2 separate regions of the Mus musculus genome follow, and region 2 is linked to region 1. The links are chromatin contacts, called in public Hi-C maps. All regions are on one chromosome and are shown on one strand. The core of a region is the stretch at or near the end of the contact, and the rest is flanking DNA. Distances in the headings are between cores, read along the strand shown.

Evidence for each region. A called contact is a pair of places that touch in the nucleus more often than the background predicts.
Region 2: a contact with region 1 is called in a Hi-C map of cerebral cortex, with 2.7 times the contacts expected there. The contact joins two enhancer-like sites. A contact is called at or near these places in 8 of 484 Hi-C or Micro-C datasets (LSK cells, cardiomyocytes, cerebellar granule neurons and 5 more), 2 of 115 datasets of contacts at active chromatin or transcription factors (a beta-TC-6 cell line and stem cell-derived neural progenitor cells) and 1 of 9 other capture datasets (embryonic stem cells).

The regions. Positions count from the first base shown.
Region 1 is chr2:179,585,038-179,589,840 of GRCm38.p6, reverse strand. The region is part of intron 2 of Cdh4 (cadherin 4); the gene reads right to left. Among named protein-coding and RNA genes, the nearest start is that of Gm52541, 65 kb to the right of the region's middle. Within about 2 kb of position 3,205, at least 10 of the 459 cell types and tissues checked have an H3K27ac peak or open chromatin away from gene starts, as enhancers often do. A contact at or near this core is called in cerebral cortex, where this site is marked.
Region 2 is chr2:179,855,236-179,859,449 of GRCm38.p6, reverse strand. The region is part of intron 6 of Cdh4 (cadherin 4); the gene reads right to left. Among named protein-coding and RNA genes, the nearest start is that of Gm36066, 54 kb to the right of the region's middle. Within about 2 kb of position 2,104, at least 9 of the 459 cell types and tissues checked have an H3K27ac peak or open chromatin away from gene starts, as enhancers often do. A contact at or near this core is called in cerebral cortex, where this site is marked.

The DNA of each region.
Region 1 (4,803 bases), core at 1,956-4,455:
CCACCACCATCATCACTGTCACTATCACCAACATGACTACCATCATCGCCGTCACCACAGTCACCACCCAACATTATGATCACCATCACCACAATTACTGCCTAACTCCATCTGTCATCACCACGTCACTGTCACTGCTACCAATGCTGTCCTTACCAGCGGCACTTCCATGGCCACCATCCCCCATTATGGTCATTACTTTGTAACCAGTATGACTGTCCTCACTGTGACCATCACTCTCAAGCAACAGTCATCACCAGGTTCCATCTGTTTGGGGGGCTGACATCCTCAGATGTTCTGTCTCTTGAGGCATCCCTGGCTCCCTCTCTCCAGTTGTCACCTTTAGCAGAGTTACTGTGGAAGGATAAGACAAGCCAACCCTTTGCTCCACACAGGGGGGCATGACACTACGGTGGGCAGAGAAATTAGCTGGAGATGTTGCTAACTTCCCAGATAAATAGAATAAAGGACGATGACAATGTCACAGCAGGTGATCATGACAATTCTGTCACCCAAAGGCCTTGCCATGGCAACACAGAAGCTGGTTTCAAACTTCCTGTCCTCATCGACGCCTCCGCTTCAGGTGGATACCGTAAACGTGGGCTTGTTTGCGTTTAAGAGAATTCACACACTGAAAGGAGAGCTCTAACACAAAGCATCTCATCGTTCAGTAATCTGCTAACAAATTAAAACACGGCTCTCCTTTGTGCAGAGGGTTTTCATCTAGGACCCCATTGTGCACCCAGCTTCCTTATTAGATACGTGTTAACTTGTTCAGCCCCAGCATGAGTCTCTCTCTATTCTCAGGAGCTTTGCTGTGCTTCCCTAACAACTGGGTCTTCAGTAGTAATAATTCACACATCCACCCACTAACTTACCAATTCATCTAGTCACCCGACTACACACCCACACATCCATCTGTAAATCTACTCAACCACCTACACAGTCATCATTCCACCCATCATCCATCCACCCATCCATCCATTCATCCACCCATCCATCCATTCATTATCCATCCATCCACCCATCCATCCATCTATCCATCCATCTATCCATCCATCCATCCATCCACCATCCATCCATTCATCCACCCATCCATCCATTCATTATCCATCCATCCACCCATCCATCCATCTATCCATCCATCCATCCATCCATCCACCCATCCATCCACCCACCCATCCATCCATTCTTCATCCATCCACCCATCCATCTATCCATCCATCTACCCATCCATCCATTCACCCATCCATCCATCCATCCACCCATCCATCCAAACATCCACCCACTCATCTATCCATCCATCCACCCACTCATCCACCCACCCACCTATCCATTTTCTCACTATAACTACCAGCACATACAACCATCTACTCTCTCATCAGTCTTTACACAGCCCCCCATTCATGCACCTTTATGGACTGAACAATTCATTTTTCACCCACCCACCCATCAACCCATTTACTCATCATCCACTCTGTAATCTATTCATCCACACATTCACCCACCTATTCAATCTTCACTCTGTCTACACATCCATCTATCCATTCATATGCCCATCCATACACATATACATTTGTCCATACACCAAGGATCTTTACAGTAATTTATCCATCCATTTATCCACTAATTCTCCACTATAGTATCCATACATACATATCCTCTCTACCCACAGGTGTACATATGCACCTACCCCTCCAGTTTACCCACTCTTTCATGTATCCATCCGTCTGTCCATCCATCTATCCATCCACACACCCTCACAGGTGTGCACATTCAGTTACCTCACTGGGACTGGGCCCATGCTGCAGGTGTGACATATGGATGAATACGGGGTCTTTGAGGACCTTGTTATCAAGTTAAACAAGTCTCAAGAGCAGTAGGACTTCAAAGGAAAGTTTTGTGACTTTGGATTCTAATTTCGTAAGAATCCTGGATGACCGTTTGCATCTTCTAGGCATGAGCAAGAGATGCAGAAAGGCCTTGGTAGGCTGACTGCTGGCTCACTGTAGGGTCCTGGAGTTTAGAACTGAGTCCAGATCTTAGCTTTATTTGTATAAGAATCTTGCCCATCTCTACATATTGATTAAAAATCCTACATGGAATCTTTCTGGGGGGGCTGGCAACTACCACAGAAAGAGAAAGACACCCTCTCCCCAGGATTTCCAGAGACTTCTTTACCAGCTAGAAGAACTAAGCACAGACAACCATGGTAACTGGAGTTAAGAGTCTACTCTGTGCCTATGAGCTCAGTGGGTGTCTCCTTCGTGGGGGCTCTGAGGGCAGCCCGAGATCAGCACCCGTGTTCCAGATCAGTCAGTCCTACATGGATGCTGTGCATTGAGAACCACTCTGCTGTCACCCTCCACATGACATCTCTCTCAATACTGATTTCTTTAAGGAAAGGGGAGTGTGATATAATTGTATTTTTATTAAAAGTATATACATACTGATTAAAAAAAAAACACTCATGGAGGAGAGGGACCAATACAGAATTTTGGCTGTGGTGGTTACACAAATCTTCATGTGACATAAATTCCATAGGAGCTTTTGGGGTGAGGAAAGAGTTCTATAATTAGACAGTGGTGGTTGTTGCGTAACTGTGAATAGACTAAAAACCACTGAACTGCATTAAAAGGGTGAATTTTATGGTATGTAAATTTCATCTCAATAAAGCTGTTTAAAAAAAGAAAACCTTAAATGGTTCTCACCTGCCCCTGGAATGGAGCCCCACTCTTCCCACACTGCTCAGGAAGCTCCGTGGAGAAGCCTCATCCACAGGCTCCTGAGAGCAAGGAACAGCCGGGCTCAGGGTCAGGCACAGTTAAAGACCAGCCCTGTGCAGGCCCCTGTTTGGCCTCTGATTTGGGACTTCCATGAATGGTGTTGCTTGTTGAAAGGGTTGCTGTGTCCAGCTGACACTTACCCTGCCTCACAGGGTCTTTGCTGATGCTTGGCTATAGCTGGTGCATGCCCTCCGCTGGGTATCTCTTTGTGTGACGGCACAGCCCCACACCTTGCTCTCCTCAGGGAGAACTGCCATTCACTTTACTTCTCGAGCACTGGGCCTGTGTCATGTTGGACACCCCTGTCTGGCGAAGAAGCCTGGAGGAAGGTTACCCTGCGAGGACATGTGGGCACCTCGAGGAACGGCATCGGTGGCCTGGGTCAGATCCAACTGCTTTTCAGTCTTCATCTCAGTTGCGTGGGAAAGCTTGTGCAATGTGTTCGGCTGTTGAGAAGATAGAGCCAAACCTGGAGCCACAGTGTTGAGGGTGGGTGGCCTGCCGGCTCCATCTGTTCTCTGTGACTGACTCCTAAAGGCTGAGCCCTACGGGGCCCTCCTCCGCATACCCACCCCTTGCTCCCCACATCAGGGACATGGGCACTTGTGAATGACCCTCAGCTCAGAGGCATGTTGTAGCATGCTGTAGAGAGGTCTACTCACCTGTCTAGGGACTGCTGACTGAGCTGGGGCTTGACAAGAGCAAAAGCAGCAGCCACAGCCCTAACTGCTTTGTCTTTGTCCCCCTAGGAACCCACACCTTTGAAGTAGGATCAGAGATTCCTTTTCTTCTATACAGAGAGACGTATAACCCACATCCCTGCCACCTTTCCCATGGCAGAGAGATGGATGCTTCAACCTGACAGTTTCGAGAACTACAAATTGTTCGTGTTCCTGGATATCAAATGGTGACATTAAAATTACTTAATTTAATATCCTCGATATACTCCTTGCCTGGCTTTGCTCCCCCCCCCCCACTTCTTTTCAAATTCGTATGGCTTATTATAAACCGATATAATTACTTCCCAGGAAGTTTGATTTTCATTTCTTCATCTGCTCCTTAATAAACCCCTTTCTCCACGGCTGAGTTGGGAGACAACGCGTCACGAGTTTTAACTTCTGAGAAGTTGTGAAACTGAAATCTGGTTGTACCTGCTCTCCAGTGTGTTATTATCGGAGGCAGAGCGCTTAGAACTTAGGGATGTGGGGCGGAGGGATGGATGGGGGAAAGGTAAGCACCTGGATAAATGTCACTCATGTCCCCCGCCCACCTAGTCACCTGCCACTCCTCCAGGTTCAGTTGCTTTGGAGCTTGTGCAGAGGAAGCCCCAGCTCTGGAAAGCACACACCCTGCTACAGCAGCCCTGAAGCAAACAAATGAAAGGCCCTCCTCTTGCTTTCTGTCTTACTCCCTGCAAAGTGCTGGGGGAGTCTTCAACAAGTGCCCAAAGTTAGCAGCCAAAGAACATTCGAACGGCAACCCTAGCAGATAAGACACTTCAAGGACCGAGTCTGCCTTTGAAATTCATTAGGTAAAGCAATTTGCTGAGCCTGCTCCACAATGAATTTACACAAGAAGAGCCCGTATCTGATAATTATAAGAGCCTGGCTGCACAGGGACAGAGGCTTTTAGAAAAATCCCCACTAGGATTAGCAATCTCTTCAGAAATCAAACCATACACATAAAGCTACTTAAGGTCGGCTCCCCCTACCACACCATGTAAGGAAATCCTTAAATGGGGGACTAAGATCTATCACAGACCTGTGGAATCAGAGCATATCTTCTATAATTTCCTGACACATGAGATACATTCCAAAGATGCTTAGGACTCTACATGTAAACCTGCCCTTGGAGAGATGGACTAGGATGACTTAATTACTGCCTGAGCACAGCATCTCTGCGTACCCCTGCTCGCAGTGGGCCCCGAGTGTTGCTGTCTGATTCTTGCGATCAACCATCCCCAGACACACGGACATGGACTGACGGCTGAAGGACGCAGAGTGCACGCGAACCAGTT
Region 2 (4,214 bases), core at 855-3,354, 270 kb before region 1:
TGCTTCATGTAACAAGGTGACATGATCTGTGGCCTTTTGTGTCTGGCTTTGTTCACGGAGCCTAGAATTTCAGAACTTCCCTCTTTTTTTTATAACTGAGTACTACTCCACTGTGTGAATGAGACGAGCATGCTACACTTACTGACTGTGGCGTGCCGGGTGTCATGCCCTGCGCTCAGCTTTATGAACGAGGTCAGGCAGAGAACTGTTAACCCATTCTCACGGATACTGAGAGAAGCACCACAGACAGCAGACACTGAACTGCAAATGAACAGTGTTTCCTAAGAATAAGGGAGGCCCATGTTCACAAAAAGATACACACGTTAGCTGAGTGGGAAGGTGGACTGCCACCATCCCCAGTGGGACACTCTTGGGATCTCAGCACCCAGGAGGCTGAGGATGAAGGATTGCCACAAGTTCAAGATTGGCCAGGTTCTAGGTCAGCCTAGGCTGCACAGTAAGATCAAAATGAACTGACGAAAATGTGGTCGGCAGAGGAGGCAGAAGAGGCGTTCTGAGAGAGGAGTTGGGATAGGAGAGGATGTAGACCCTGGTTGGAGAAGCAAAGGCCCTGGGGAGGAGTGGCCCTTGCTGGGGGAGCAGAGTGGACAGGCCATAGTTATGAATCTGTAGTGAGCTCAAAACATAGTTAGCTGGAAAATATATCCTCTTGTCACGAAGTTCATATCTAGGAGAGCAGTTCATATCTAGGAGGGCAGAGGAAGGAGTTCGTTGGGCAAGTTTGCAAAGGGGTTCTGGCTACTATGTAAACTAGGACGGGTCTGAGACAAAGACTGGTGAGAACACTTGAGGCTTCTATGCTGGGTTCACTGAGGCCAACACTGGGCTTTAAAGTAACAATGTGTAACAGCGAGGAGAGAGACTGACACATGACCACACAACCTGTAGCAGCTGCTGAGTGAGTCTGGCAGGCTAGGCAGGATCTGGTGATTTTCTTCTAAGAGTGAATGGGTGTCACTTGGGCATCAGATGATAAAATGTGTGTTGGGGAAGGAGAAAAAGAGGGAGGGAGAGATGGGGAGGGAGGGAAGGAGGGAGGGAGAAGAAGGAATGGAGGGAGGGAGAGAGAAGGGAGAGAGGAGAGGGAAGGAGGAGAGAGAAAGTGTGGGACTGTGATAGGCAGCCTAATTTGGTTGAATGGCGCTTGCTTTGGTGACCCAACAGAGAAATCTACAAGGGATGGAAAGGCGAGCCATGTTCCCAGAATCAGGTTCCTGTCCATAATTCTGTGACTCAGTCACGCAGACAATGTCCTAAGCTTCTGGTATTCTGGCTATACTCTACCCGCACAGTTACCTGACTATAATGCTCCTCCCCACAGTTACCTGGCAACAGCAAGATAGCCCAGTCCACTATAAGAGGGGCTGCTTGGCCCCTCCTCGCTCTCTTTAAGCTCTCACCTTTGTTACTCTCTAGCTCTCCTCTCTTTCCCTTTCCCCCTCTCTCCATGTGGCCATGGCTGGTCTCTCTCTCTTTCTACCTTCTCTTCTTTCTCCCCGCCTTTCTACAATAAAGCTCTAAAACCATAGACTGTCTCTGCTCATCAAGGCCCGCCATGCTTGAATGATGGGATAAGCTTTCTCTTAATGAGCCGCATCTAGCCTCCTGCCAGAAGACCATCCTGTGCTCCAGCCATGGACCTGACCAAGGACTCTCGCCCATGTGGGAACCATCCAGCGCCCCCTCTCTCCCTGCCCTCTCCTCCTTTAGGCCCCGGGGCCCAGTGCCACCTGGGGGGGGCATTCTGTTCTCAGCTCCTCCGCAGTATTCCATGTGGGATGCCAGAGTCTGGGAACCTGGTGCCAGGACTGCCCCTTGTCCACCACCTGCTGAGTGAGGTCCAGACAGCCACCCTGGAGAGAGAGGATAGAGGAGGGAGGGAAGGAAGGAGGGAGGGAGGGAGGGAGGGAAGGAAGAGGCCAGCAGAGTGGGGAGTGGGGACTGAAGTTCCTGAGGAAGAGAGAAGAGCTCCTAAAGCCTAACCCACGGTTTGGAAATCAGGAGACCTGGCTGTTTTCACCGCCAGCCCTTAGGGTGAGGTGAGGATGCTCCAGGCTTGAACACTTTGAGCCAAAAGGAAGAAGCAGGCCATGGGTTGCTATGGAAACAACCCAGGAACATTCCCAGCCCTAGAGCAGAGCAGGGGCTCTGCAGGTTTAGTTTTTCTTCCTGAAAGGTGCAGAGAGAAAGCAGAGGAGGAGGCCTGGAAAGCTGCCCTGGATGCGGAGTCCCTCCCTCCTGTTGCCCACGGATGTCCTACACCCATTGGCCTCTATTTTGTCCATGCAGCAGGCCCTTGAGGACATCTGATAGTCTGAGGGGCAGGCTCATGGGCAGCCTCTGCCATTTTTGCCTCCTGTGAGTGTCAGCTTATCCTTCAAGCCTAAGAGGTGGTTACCCTTTTCGACTCTCCCCTTCTTGGCCTCTCTCTCCCTCTCTCTCTGTCTGTCTGACTGTTCATGTGTCCCACAGTGAGTACTATTATTCCTTTGTACCCTGATGTTTAGAATTTGGGTGGATGGATGTAACCTGGGCTCACAGCCATCCCCGGGGGGACAGTGAGGAGTCCAGGACAGTTGTGCACATGCTCCGTGAAAAACTGTGGCAAGGGTGGTCATGGAAGCCAGGAAGGGAAGTGCGCTCATCTGGTCTCATGTCCAGGGCTATGCAGAGAGCAGAGAGGGCCAGGACACAGGATGGCAGTGGCTGTGGGGGCAGGGCACAGACACATCTTTGCATTACAGGGTGGGCTGGGTCTGCATTGCCTCATGCCCAGGCTGTAAGCATAACTCATGTGTAGAGATCCATATCTGGCCCCCCCCCCAAATAGTGTATGGAGAAACAGCTTCAAAGAGTCCTTCTACAGGGCTTCAAAAACATGTTTCACTTGTAAAATACTGCACAGTACCCTTTCACACAGAAGCACCTCAAAAAGTCCAGGAGCCTGGAAGCAGTTGCTGGCTGCATCAACATCTCAAAGATGCTATCTCCCCAGGCACCCATAGGACATCATGGCCCCCACATTGGGAGGGAGAGTCAGGAGGAGACAGGTGTCCTTGGTGACTTAGAGAAGAGCTTGCTGCTGGGTTGCCTGGGGCTGTCTCTTGTCTCCTGAGTGACAGGAGACCACAGTCTCCCAGATTTTGGGGACGGAGTATGAATGTCATCATGACCCCTCGTAGCATGGTGTTTTCTTGCTTCCCCAGTGGAGTGCGTTGAGTTCTGCACAACTGAGTTACAGAGTGTTCAGTGAGCCGGATTTATTGGTCTCAGCAGGGAAGTGGGCAAATTTATTGCTCTGCAGGACCCTTGAATCCCACAGACAGATGCATGGCCTTGAGCTGCTGGGAGACCATGTCCTGAATTATGGCTGCTGCCAGTGTCCTGGGGAGGACCATAGGCAGTGTCCTGGGGAGGACACAGACAGGACACATTTTTCTCCAGACCCTTGCTTGCATTTTTGCAGGTCAAGTGCCTGGATCCTGTAAGAGAGGCTGCTTGGGTCTTACTCAGCTGGGGTGCATGAGACATTTAGAGGGAGCCTTGAGGGAGAACCTAGAGAATGTTCCACATTCATCTGCAGCCCCCTGCAGTCCTTGCTTGGGCCCACCTGGCTTTGTCCCATCTAGACCAGGGGCAGGGCCAATGGCCAGCCAGTGTCAGCCATAGGGCTCCGGATCCCTGGCACTAGCCTATGCCTTATCCTGGAACTTTTTATTTAGTGTGTTTTCACTGGGCCTCAAAAGTCACATGATTAGAAGTACTTTGTCTAGTGACACAAAAGCAAGAAGGCTTGGGGTGGGTGGGAACCAAAGGGCTGAGGAGTCCAGGCTGACGAGCCACAGTCACAGCCCTGGAGCGGCACACTGACCCTGCCGAGGAACCTCCAGGTTTGGTGGGAAGAAACTGAGTCCTGGGAACTTCCCACACGGTGCCTAGAGATGCACAGATGATGGTCCTGGCCCAATAACCTTGGCTCCAGGTTACTTGGAAGGTTCCAGAATAGGAGGGAAGTAAGTGCTGGGTTTCCAGGGCATTCCTGACAGGGCTCTGTGCTTGTCTTCAGGGATTACTGTAACAAAGTGTCCCTGACTGGGGCTTATACAGTGTTTATGCTCGCAGCCAGTGTCACTTTCCCTCCTGAGACCCCAGCTTTTCAGTTGCTAGAGGTGGTCTCTAGGTCCAAGGGTTCC